2 separate regions of the Zea mays genome follow, and region 1 is linked to region 2. The links are chromatin contacts, called in public Hi-C maps. All regions are on one chromosome and are shown on one strand. The core of a region is the stretch at or near the end of the contact, and the rest is flanking DNA. Distances in the headings are between cores, read along the strand shown.

Evidence for each region. Hi-C and Micro-C count contacts between places; a contact is called where the count stands out from the background.
Region 1: a contact with region 2 is called in a Hi-C map of leaf, with 2.7 times the contacts expected there. The contact joins two enhancer-like sites. A contact is called at or near these places in 4 of 25 Hi-C or Micro-C datasets (ear, leaf and leaf mesophyll) and 1 of 3 datasets of contacts at active chromatin or transcription factors (seedling).

The regions. Positions count from the first base shown.
Region 1 is chr4:202,476,437-202,483,093 of Zm-B73-REFERENCE-NAM-5.0, reverse strand. No RefSeq gene overlaps it. Among protein-coding and RNA genes, the nearest start is that of LOC100281424, 9.2 kb to the left of the region's middle. Within about 2 kb of position 2,888, at least 16 of the 20 cell types and tissues checked have an H3K27ac peak or open chromatin away from gene starts, as enhancers often do. A contact at or near this core is called in ear, leaf, leaf mesophyll and 1 more, where this site is marked.
Region 2 is chr4:202,400,808-202,407,615 of Zm-B73-REFERENCE-NAM-5.0, reverse strand. No RefSeq gene overlaps it. Among protein-coding and RNA genes, the nearest start is that of LOC100274830, 9.7 kb to the right of the region's middle. Within about 2 kb of position 2,160, at least 16 of the 20 cell types and tissues checked have an H3K27ac peak or open chromatin away from gene starts, as enhancers often do. A contact at or near this core is called in ear, leaf, leaf mesophyll and 1 more, where this site is marked.

The DNA.
Region 1 (6,657 bases), core at 1,639-4,138, 75 kb before region 2:
CCCTCTCAAGTGCCTCAAATATACTACACCGTAGTGGGCTGCCCTATAATATAGATTTGGGGCTTTACTGTTGGAGAGGGGTGTTTTGTTGGTGCCCTAAATTGTATAAAATTTACTTATTTTTAAATTATAAGGCATTTTTATAGGTCACGTTGTTGGAGATGCTCTAACAAGGTTAGCAGTTTTTGGTTTCACTGGAATAACGTAAAGATCGTCCGGAAACTTTTTGGTCTGCATCTTTCGGTGTCGATTTATATGGAAATCTCATTCCAATTTTACCTTTTTGACGATATAAAAACCCCACGAATCCACCTTTCTCGTGCCAATAATTGAAAAGGAAATCCAAAAATACCTCTTGTAATTTGTAAGTCGTGTGACTCGTGTCATTCACAGCCACGCTTGCAGAGCTCGATCTGGCGGTCTCGTGTTTGGCCTCCTTTTTCAGCTGCTTATCAATGGAACTCTCTGTACGTACCAATTTCTAAGATATTCTGGCATTTAAGTCTGGTTGAGAAAAAAGCACTAAATGACCATTGTAACACCTCAAAATCCTATCTTTAGGATTAGGAAGAATTCAACTAAGTTCTAAATAAGCATGCTTTTATAATAAAATTAGAAAACAAGATGCTCCTATAAAGATTATCTTTTATAGTTAGAAATACTCTCTAAAGATCTAAACTAAATAAAGGTTTTATAGGTATATCTTTACATAGATAAATAATAAATATTATATTTCGTTTTGCGTAGATAAAATTGTCTTAATTAAATTGTATGAAGTGATCTTTAATTATTGGTGTGAATCATTTTCTTATTCTTCATAATTATGGGCATTTGCTTAAAAGAATAAGGCAATAAATAATTCTTGTAAAATTATACTTTGCATCATGCTGGAACTTTTGATTGTACATCTAGTTTAAATTTTGAAATACGAACTCATATTTGAATTTGAAGTGAAATAGAAACATAAACTGAAAATAGAAATAGAAAAAAAGATAAAAGAAAGGAACATACCCCTATTTGGGCCGAAACCTCATTATTGGCCGAGATTCTCACCTGTACAGCCAGCCTAACCTGCCCTCACGCGCGTGCCGACAGGTGGGGTCGCGTGAGCAGTCACCATCACACCTGCACGTTGAATCGTGTATCTGCCTCGCGTGTAGGTGTCGCAGCCGTATTCAAGGATAAAGACAGGTGTATCAAGACAACATATATAATAACAGAGTGTATAGAGATAAATGTTATAATATCATTAGAGTACTTATTACATAGTGAAAGTCTTACAAAATAAAAGATAAATATAAAACGAACTAAAGTTCATCTTTGACGTCATAAAGTCGACTGGAAGACACCACCTAGATCAAGTCAAACTCCTCATTGTGTAGCTCCTCTTGAACCACCTGTTCTTCTACTGTGGAGGGGTGTGAGACAGAAATTGTGAGCTCACATATGTTCATCGCGCAACAAGCTGTGGAGAATAATGTGCATGAGCTCACATATGTTCATCATCGCTCATGTGATGTGTAAGGATGATCAACAATAAAGGTTAAATCTGAGCATTGCTTTTAATAAGTTGGTATTTATTAGCAGTTACTAAATGTAAGTAGATACCAAACCATAATAAGAATAATAGAACAAAATTAATAAATAATCCCATGCAATGCAAATGACAAATTGAATTTATTTTCATAGTTTAATCATGCGAGAGTCCTGGCCTGCTCCTGACCGTGAGCTCGGCTAGTATACCAATTTTACACTCTGCAGAGGTTGTAACCTGTACCCACAAGTCATGTTACCCATCTTCCACGGGGTTGTACGGGCCCCATACACCTCTACCAAGGAAACGAGGCAGGGTAAAACTACGAGGCCTTTATAAAGTTCCATTAGCTTTCGAAAACCCGCTACAGTTTCTGGGAATAGCAATTGTAGGAATCACTCGTCTGACCGCCATTGCAGTAAAATCAACCCGAGAACCTCCCTACATGCCTACTCCCCTACTGCCCTTGCCCCTTTCGGGTAAGTTAGTCTTCCACTAGCTTTCCTAATTAGTCAGCTAAGGACGTCCCATTCCATCCTTGTGGTGACACGTGTTTCTCAAGTTAAGCTTCATGTTCTAATTAAAATTAATGATCTTGACATAAACATAAATAACATAACAGAATAATTGGAACATGGATATAATCAAATATTAACCCAAAACCATGTAAAGCAATAGCATAACTACCCAAATGATTTAGGGATAACAAGGTAAAATGATAACCAGTCTAGGGTGACCTATTGGGTCCCATCAGAATTAAACCTATGCATTGATAAGTGATAATAAAGAACATTATTGGGTAAAAAGTGGTCAAGTGCACAACTTGCCTTCAATGAGCTCCTGCTCAGCAACTTCTATCTGCTGAACACCGGAATCCTCGCCACTGGCTCTTCTACTCGCCACAATACAAACAAGCATAGTATAAAGGAGAAATTAACATCACACCAAACATGTAAACAAAATACATATGAATAATCTACATATTAAAATGAGAACATAGGAACATGAATCATTAATTTTGAAGTTATAGATTTTGAGTTATGAATTTCTGAAGGTTTTATGTATTTGTACAAGATTAATTAAGAGATACATTTTAATATGGTTTTCGTGTCAAAGTAGAGACACTATGTGATAAAAAACATTATTACAAAATTATAGAGACCGAAATGGATTACTAAGTATGAATTTTCTATGAATTAAACAAGTTCTAGGAATTGTTTTTGTATTAAAAATTCATTTCTATAATTAAACTGACGGCCGGGCCCCACGAGTCGGTGTCTGCGGCAAGGGCTCGCGTGGTTGCATCACGTGGAGCTTGGGTCCACGCGTCAGCGACGTCCGTTGCGCGCGCAGGGTAAGGAGCTGGCCGCCATGGCCCACCGGTCAGCGTCGGTTGCCTAGACGGGCCACGCAGTGCGAGAGCGGGTGAATGGGCCGCCCAACACATTTGGCCCAAGCGCAGGGTACATCTCCCCCCTTTCTTTTGATTTTATTTTCTGTTTTCTTTTATTCTTAATTCTTTTTAATCTAAATTTTGAATTCAACTTAAGTGCAAATTTAAATTCATATTAACTATGCAATTTGGTCATACCATCATGTGGTGAAGTTATTTAATTATAATATTATTTTGTATTGAATATAATTTCTTTCTCTCCTCTATTTTCATGGTTTTGTAATTTAGAGGTTAAATTCCATGGGTCCATTAATATATTGTTAATGACACATTTATTTTATTTTCCACAAATGCACAATCAAGTAAAACTCAGCATGATGCATGATTTATTTAGGTGTCTTTGTTTATTTAACCCCTTTTTGATGGTGTTTATTCACATGTGATAGTAGGTACAGTCAATACACATAAGGACATTATCTCTTCTTATAATTTACAATTTTGGGTATTATAGTAGGCGTTGACGGGCGACCCCTGCCTGTAAGTCACACAAACGCTGCAGCCAATGACGTGTGGGTCCCTCCTGCCGGCTCTCCCTTCCGCGTTCGCTATCACAAAACAACCGAAGTTGTTGCCGTAGTGTGCACCAACGAACTCCCCGATCTTCTTGAACCCATACGGACTCCACGTAGGCTATAAAACCCGAGTTCCGCACACCCTTGAGCCATCACTATAGAAGCCGAGAGCCACAACGCGAGACCGAGCGGAGCCAAGGAAGGAGGGAGAGCCCGCCGCCATATGCAATTCACGTGTGCATCAACGACGAGCCCCGGAGACTAGCCAGAGAGCATCGCCGAAGATCATAGAAATCCTATGTGGATCACCTGAACATAAGAGGCTGGGGTTTGGCGATAAGTGGGGCTACCCTCCGCCACGGAGCCACCGTGTGTCGAGGGCCCACGCCTTTGTTGCCGATCAGGGTACGAGCTCGGCCTGGGCACTTCGAGATGTCGCCAGGATGATGAACGTGGCCACACAGGGGAAGTTTCGTGGCCGGTGCTCCAGCAATTTCTCGCCGGTGTTCCATGCGCGTGGCCACGTTGCCTAGTGTCGAGGACAGCTCTACTCCGGTCATTGCTGTCAGTAAGGTATCCCAAGTTCGCTAAGTCCTTGGCATTATTTTGTCGCTAGACGTGCTTGGTTTAGGCCACGGGAGCCACAGTTCGCGCGTCCGCCGGTGACTGCGCCGCCATAGGCATGGGAGCCACTGTACTCAGGTGAGGGAGGTGGGTGAATGACTTTGGGCTGTTGGATCACATATGAAGGGAGATGATTAGAACCTGAAATACCCTTTCGCATCATAAAATCTAAGCCATCGATCCGAAATCGGAGCGCTGTGAGTCAATTGAAGCGTGGAAGAGAGTGGGCCATGGATTTGAGATCCGGCGGCATCTAAAGCGTACCGGTTCAGGGAGGAGAGCAATCTAATCTAGGCTGCTAGATGTAGATCATACGACCAGAACATGTCCATACCTCTTCGACTGTGTGAATTTGCATACAAGTCCCTGTGTTTTAAGGAAAACAACCTGTCATCCATCTTCACATAGAAATCATCACAGATAGGTCCTGATATTTATGTTTCTCAGCCTAAGTTTTAAGAAATTGCTGCCCATCGTCTAGAGGTTCCATAATTAATATAAAATGAACCCAAAATGACTTTTAGAGTAAAAATAATTCATATAACTTAGAAAACCATATCTCTCACGTTTTAACACCTATTTTAGTGGTTCTCGAACCTAAAGGTTCGTAATGACGTGTAGAATATTATTACACTGTTTGTTTTCATGTTTGATGTAATGTTATTTTTACCTATTCCTTGTCTATCTATATATATTTGTTGCGATCGCAAAGCGAGGTTGCGAGGCACCTGTATCCTTGATCACTTTCTTTGACCTAATAATATTTGTGATTCTTAATCATTGTGGCACTGTTAGGTAAAGCTGATGGGACCTAATAGGTTACCTAGTTTTGTTTACCCTACACCTTGCAAACAAATGAATTATTGGGTAGTCTTGCTATTGATCTATCTAGTTTTGAGATTAATGCTATATATATGATTTATGATCATGTTCCAATATGATTTATTATTGTTGGTTTACTCTCATGCATGATAAGGTAACTTTGTTTAATTGGAATATGAAGCGACCACCCGGGAAAGCAGTGCTACCACAAGGGTGGAAAGGGACGCCCTTGGTTGAATAATTAGGAAAACTAGTGAGGGACTATCTTAGCCGAAAGTGGCAAGGGCGGTATGAGGAGCTGACGGTATAGGGAGATTCTCGGGTCGATCATGCTACGATGGCTTTTCAGGTGAGGAATTCCTATATCGCCCCATTCTCAAGAAACTGTAGCAGGTTTTCTCAAGCTAGTGGAACATTGTAAAGCCCTCATAGTGTTCCCTCGCGAAGTCACCTTGAAAGTGTTTAAGGGTCTGTACAACCCCGGGCGAAAATACAACACGACTTGTGGGTAAAGAAACGCAACCTCTATAGAGTGTAAAACTGGTATATCAGTCGTGCTCACGATCAAGAGCGGCTCAGAACCTCACATGAGTTTATAATGGAATTAAAACTTAACCTGTCATGCTTTTGCATTGTGGGAATTGTTATTCTTTATTATGATCAATTATTTGATTGGGTTTGTATAGTAGTTGCTAAATAAATTTTGACCAACACTAAAAGCAATGCTCAGCCTTAATCATTTTCCTTGGTATGCCTTACACTTGAGCCCCCACCATAAGTGAACTCAATCACACTATTCCCACACTTGCTGAGCGATGATCATATGTGAACTCACCCTTGCTATAATCACATAAGGTTAAGAATAGTTACAGCAAGATGAGGAGTATGAAGGATGCTATAGAGGTGTAGGCCGTCGTCTCCTAGTCAACTATGGTTGCGGAGGATCGTTATCGTCATATGATGTATTTATTTAGCTATTTTGTACCGAATTCCTATATGTAATAAAGATGTGACATTGATTTCTGTAGCATGAGTCATCATTTGTGTGAGACTTGATCCTATCATACATTAGAGACAACTTGTATAGTAAAACTAAAATAGGAAAAGAGTAGAATGTGATGTTAGTATTAGGTTCGGTCAAAGAGATACTCCCTCTGATGCAAGCAAATCTCTAAGTCGACACATACCAATACCCTTAACACATGTCTAAAATGTGGAATAAGGTAGCGACTTAGTGAATAAGTCTGCGAGATTGTCACATGACTTCGTTTGCATGACCCTAATCTCACCACTTCGTTGAAGTTGATGAGGATAGAATAACTTGGGGGAGATATGTTTGGTAACATTTCTCTTGATATAACCTTGTTGCATCTGAGCAACACAAGCTGCATTATCTTCATAGATAATGGTGGGTAATTCAGTGGAATGAATCCCACATGATGATTGAATGTGATTAATCACCCTCCAAAGCCAGACACATTCACGTGAGGCTTCATACAAGGCAATAATCTCTAAATAATTAGTGGATATAGTTACTAGAGTTTGCTTAGAGGACTTCCAAAAAATAGTTGTTCCATCATTCAGAAATACAAATCCAGTGTGTGACCTTCCATTGTGAGGGTCTTATAGATAACCAACATCTGTGTACCCTATGATGCTAGGATCCTGATTTCTTCCATAGAATAGACCAAGATCTATCATGCCATGGATAT
Region 2 (6,808 bases), core at 911-3,410:
TGGGGGATAAACAATGCTAGGAAAACCTATTAGGTCCCATCAAATTAACCTGAGCATGTCATAATGATTAATAGGAACATTATTAGGTAGAGAAAAAGTGATCAAGGGCACAACTTGCCTTAGACTCGAGATTCCCAGTTACCAACTTGGTCTTCAAGTGACTCGTAACCTCGCTGCTACTCGGAGCAATACAAACAAACATGGTGTAGGCAAAATTAACATCACACCAAACATAAGAACAAACTGCATAATAATGTTCGATGTATCGTAACGAGATTGTAGGTTCGAGAATCACTAAATTTGGAGTTACGGTTAAAGAGTTATGATTTTCTAAAGATTTAGGTGTTGGATATAAAAGAAAATTAAGTGCATAATTTCTACCTATGTTTCATAACAAAATAAGATTACCAGATGATAAACAATATTAATATGAATTTACTGCAACTAGAATGGATCCAAAAGGAGTTAGAATGAGTTACTTATGAATTAAACAAGTTTCTAGAATTATTTGTATACTAGAAAACATTTTCCAGGGGATTTCTCTGATTTTATAAATAATTTCGTTTATTTTAACGTAACCAAGGATGGCGGCCATGATATTCTAAAGACTCGGGGTTGAATATGTAAATACTAGGACTAATATGTAAGAGTCTTTGTACTAGGGTGGACTGCGTGTGAATCAATAGAAACCAGGGGATCCTATTTGTAAAACTGGCTCGACGAAGGGGTATGAACCAATGAGATCCATTGGATCACCATCCCAAGGCACAGATTAGATTGAATCTCCATGAAGTCTCAACCGCAGGATTGATAATTGACGCTTTGGATTTTATAATGCCTAGATCGATTTTCAAGCGCCCGATCCAAATCAGATGGCCCACGATCAACCAAAGCGAAGCGGTACCTAGGTTCCAATCACAACCATCCACACTATGATCGATGGCCCAAAATCCTCTTTGAATCCGATCAAATCCACACCGTGGGTTCACCGATCAAAGGTCCACGACACTCCCTCCCGAACCCAAACACAGCGGCGCCGAGCACCACCACGGTGGCGCTCTCGCCGGCGAGCAATGTACCGGCCGCCCAGGGCCCGTATATCGAATATCTAGGGATTCTACATGTATAGCGGATAACGGCAAGCGACGGATAGGGCTGCACAAAATACTCGTGGCTCGTGAGCTCGCTCGACTCGTTGCCAGCTCGGCTCGACTCGGCTCGTTTCAATTTTATCACAAGCTGAGCTGACTTCTCAACCAAGTTCGTTAACGAGCCAGCTCGACACGAGCTCGAGCCAGCTCGTTAGCTCGAATGAGCTAGCATTTATCTATAAAACAAAGCCTCTACTTGTATTGGATGAATTAATAAGTGATGAACTATGTTAGTTTAGGGTTTAAATGATGTGATATATAAAATTATGAGTATTGTTAGTCTTTTCTAGTGTTAAATTAGTATGAAATTAACTAGCAATTGATTATATTGTTGTATATATACATGTATACTATTTTTTGTTGTGGCTCGCAAGCTAAACGAGCCAGCTCGAGCTCGCAAACGAGCCGAGTCAAGCTGGTTCTCTAGCTCAGTTGCTTAACGAGTCGAGCTGAGCTAGCTCGTTCCCTTAACGAGCCAGCTCGAGCTCGGTCGAGCCGAGCTGGCTCGATATCCACCCCTAGTGACGGAGTCAGTTTCTTACCAAGGATTTGGGTGTCAGTGGCAATGTCCTCGATGAGCAGTGGCGTGGCGGCGGAGAAGGAGCTCCGACGAGCAATTCCCTACGCACAAAATGACTTCGGGTTTGTCCAATCGGTGCACGAGCTTCCATAGTCCTCTGGCTTTGACCTATGGCCCGAAATCAAGGTCGATTCGACGGTGAGGTGAGGATGGCTTGCGGCGGTCACCATAGGTCTCTGCGCCGGCAATGGGGCTCGGGGTACGGTGTGCTTGGCTCAATGGGATGAGAAAGGGGGTAGCGGGGCTCATCCTTTATACCCTGGGTGAGGCATGGATGGTGGGATGATGGCCAGATTGGGCCCAAGACACCCGACGTGGTTGGGGAAATCTGTTGCCACGAGCTCAGGGAGAAGGTCCTGACCAGATGGGTCCACGGGCAGTGATCTAACGAACCGTGCGGGTGGTTTAAAGTTAGGCATGTGGGGGCCACTATGTCAGTGAGAGAGGGAATATGCAGGCGCGGGAGAGCGGCTGACGCCCCTGCCCACCTATCAGTGCTGGGTGGAGAGGTTGGGCTGTGCGAATGAGAGTGAGTTGGGCCAGATTGGGGAAATCGACCCACACAGATTTCCCATTTTCTTTTCTTGTTTTCTATTTATGTTTTCTATTTCGAATTTGTTTTCCTATTTCAAATTATATTCAAATCTAAACTTCACAAACTTCAAGTCAATACAAAAAATCCAATATGTATGCATAGTATTATTTTATAGTTCTATTGACTTGATTTTAGTCTTGCTTGCACATAAAAAATAAATCTCAATCTTAACCTTTCTTTTTTAGAGTTTATATTTCATTGTCAAAATTCAAACCTAATGTTTGGTCAAATTAATAGTGTCCTCATTCCAAAATTTTAACCAAATCTAATGCCTTATCAATTCCCATAAAGGCACATTGATATAATCTATATTTTAAGTTAAATATTTAGAGGAAACAAAGATAACTCTTTTATAGGAATTTGGCTTCTAACCTACTATTAGAAAACATGGTTATCAACACCTTGGGATAATTCTTACAAATCTTTAAAATCAAGATTTTATGGTGTTACAGGGGCAGCTAGGCTCCTTTGTGTTTTTCTTTTATTCCGAATTGTCTAATCCCTTTTTCTTTTATTTTCTATTTTGAATTAAAATTCAAACATGCTCCAAATTCAAATTCAAACAATTCAAACATGTGCATCAAACAAAAGAATAATTTAGGCTCAGCATGATGCAACATTTTTTACACTCATAGGTTTTGATATAGTAAAGAAATAATTAATCTCCCACCTAATAGACATAGTTTTAACAAAAAAGAAGAGAAGAAAAACTAGAGAGAGAAACAAAAGGTAACACCTAAATTTAGTAGACATTAGAGAAGAAATTTTATAACCTAAATTAAGGGTGTTACACACGATCACCTTACTATAATAAAAATCATGGTCTGAGAGTCTATACCTACACCTCTAAATCCTGCTATCACGTGAAAGAGACTAAGGATCAAGCGGTTTGCTAGCAGCGCACACACACCAAGCGATGTGATGTGCAAGCGAGACAATTTTATTAGATCTAAAATTATTCTGTCGCTCGACCTGCATATGATACCAATAGATGATTCTGTTGGCGGACGGTCCACGCACGTAAAGTCGTTAAGGCTCCGAGTTTCTTGCTATAGTTGTTGGCTAGATTCGCGGAATTAATTCGGGAAATTTATTTGTAACGGGTTCAGCCCCCCTCCACTATAAATACATAGGAAAACAGATGATTAATCATCATCAATCGAATCAATAATCAATTTATCGCTCGTTTTTTACCTTAGGCATTAGGAGTAGTTCTAGTTTAGCCTCTCAATCCCCAAATTTTTCGTTTCTCTTCGGCTCTACGTCGATTAGAGGTGTCTAGGTTGGCCTGCTGACCCTGGACAACACCTAGAATCTCTCCTCCCCGATGGGGTCTCTCCCGGGAGCGAGATTCAGGCACCGTCGGCGAACTCCGCCGCCCCTGCGCACGCAAGGACCGTCCGCCTATAGGCTCGGACCGTCTGGCCCGTCAGGCAGGGAACCCTAGCCCTGCTCCAGGTCGTAGACTGTCCGACCCCTGGTAGCGGACCGTCCGTCCCCTGGCCGCCGGTTCTCAACGCAGTGATTGGCGTCTGGATCGGCGCCAACACGCTTTTTGGCGACTCCGCTAGGGACATTTCATATAGACCTATCAAGGTCGGCCCTCAATGGCCGGTTCAAAGGATAGCTCTGCAGTTTCCTCCAGCAATATCATAGAGCCGACCTGGGAAACCTTGTCGACTGACGAACAGCTCTAGTTCGAGGAGCAAAAGGAGCAGCTGATCCAAGAAGCAAAGGTGAAGTTCCTCGTCAACTTCAAGGTGGACAGAAACAACAAGATCGTTCGGCAATGGGCGACTGATCTGGCTTCGCTCCGACACACAACGAATACCCCAATGTAAGTAACACCAACAAGCTCTAATCTCTTAAAGCTTACATAGATGAACAGCGAGAGCAAATGCAACATATCATAGGGTATACAAAAGGATTATAAAAGGCTAGTACGTGCGTTTGATAAATCCACTGTTGCAAATTTTCCTTCGCACGAGGTTGAATTGGGGGAAAACACACGTAATTCATCGGCTACAGGTTGTCACGACCAGTCACAACCCCTTTATGGGATGTCGATGGACACATACCTGAGCAACCACGGCCTCCTACGCACATCGACAGTAAATTAGCCGATCTGCACATGTCCGGACCATCCGCACGTGAGCGCAGACCGTCCGAGCCAGCAATGGTCGGTCCCATTTTTAATGAGTTACTAAGATATGCGTTCGAGCCGCCACATGCTACACAAGCCCTGAACCACCCAGACAAACCGTTCGCATATGATCACGGATGGTCCGCATATCCGACCGGACGTTCCGCGTATCCGACCGGACGATCCGGCACAGGGTTGTTTGAGGATGATTATTACCTAAATCCTCGCCCATCCCAGCAACACTTCCCATCGCACTATACGATGCACCAAGCCATTAATACAGAATCCCAAACCCATGGGGGCGAGTACTTTCCGGCTCAGCCTAGAAGGCCGGAAAGGAATGGTCAATCCTATTAACCATATAGGGCAAATAGTAATGCACCACAAAACTCAATCCAATGGGGGGAGACAACAAACTAATGTCCAAACAACCTCACCTACGATAGGACAAAGAGCCGATGGTCTCCCATCGGCTGCTATTGATATAGTAAGGGAAGAAATAGCCGGGGCATTCCGAAATAAGCTCGGAGTAAGCATGGACCCTGGGGACAGCCATATCAGAGGCCTTATGAGCCGATTTGACCAACACCCATACCAATAGGGAACCAAGATACCCGAATTCGCAAAATTTTCGGGTGACCAAGGAAAGAGCACATGTGAACACTTAGGCCAATTTTTAGCACAATTAGGAGAATTGGCCGACACAGAGGCATTCAGGTGCGTTTATTTTCATTATCTTTAACAGGAACCGCATTCGCATGGTACACCACATTATCTCCTAATTCTATTTTGTCATGGGGGGATTTAGAACAAAAATTCCATGATCACTTTTTCTCCGGTGACTATGAGTTAGATTTAGTAGACCTAGTGGCACTGCGACAAGGAAAAGACGAATCGGTTAATGAGTACATCCGGAGATTTTGGGATACGAGAAATCGATGCTTTCAAATTCATTTAGCAGAAAAAAAAACTAGCGGGATTATTCTTTAATGGACTGTGATATTATTTAAAGGAAAGATTAGAAGGCATCCAGTTTTTTACGCTAGCACAATTACATCAGAGAGCATTGGCTTGTGAAAGCCGAAGCAAAGAAACTGCTAAAACGATTCATCACAACGTCCATATAATAGAGTGTGACCAAAGTAGCTCGGACGGCGAATCAAAAGAAGTATACACGGCTGAAATGGTTTGGCCAAAGCAGGCCAAATCTTTGGCTTGTTCTTCCTTACAGTCGGTTCAAAAAACGGCAAGAGGAGGTTAAATTTACATTTAATGTTGGTAAGTGTGATAAAATATTTGACGAATTGCTAAAAAATGACAACATTAAGATAAATCATACTGTTCCACCCACCGACGAACTGAAACGCCGTGCATACTGCAAGTGACACAACTCATTTTCTCATACCACTAATGATTGTAATGTATTTCGACGACAAATCCAATCGGCCATTAACGAGGGACGATTGAAATTTCAGGAAATGCAGGTAGATACGAAGCCCTTACCAATGAATGTGATTGACTTCGAGGGCAAAAAAGTCCTGATTCGGCCCGGCATGGCCAATAAGGGCAAAGGCAACGAAGTCATCATCGGCGACGCACGGAAGGCCGATGAAAATAATAAAATTTCTTGCAGGAAAGTAGTGGCCGAAAAGACTCCTGATGGGGGGGAGACCCTGAAAATTACCATCACTACCTCCAACGTTGGGTTGCAGGCGCAGGCAGGAAACGAGGCGCCAGCACCTGTTCTGCGCATCGCGGACGGTTCGACACACAGACACGGACGGTCTGGAACACCGCTAGATAGTCCGGATCATTCCAGCGGCAATCGGGCAACGCCTATGAACCACGACGACCACGCACCTTCAAACCACGATGACCGGAGATAGGTACGTGGAAAACTAACACGTTCAAGGCAGCTGGTCGACTGGTCAGATCTGGCTTAACCTTTGATCAATTATTGTCTAAATATGTAAAAAAAAGAAGGCCAGCCCAAGTAACTGGCCAACAAAGCGACCTCGCTCACCCATTCAGGAGCGACAACAGATAAGACCGATTGGTCCACCTCACCAATCGGAAAAGACGGAAGATCATATTGTCTAGTTAAGACCTAACGTGCCTGTGTGGACACCTCCACTCCCATATCTACCTATGTCATATCAATATACATACATACCACCGCCACATGCCCCGAGTCAAATGTGGAGCATGCCACCATATCCATTTAGGATGCCACAATACCCCGCTTGGGGGGCACCCCAAACATCTTTATTCAACAGGTTGGCACCTCCAGTACAAGACTGATTGAGCGCCACTCAATTCGGTCACCAGGCACAAGCCCA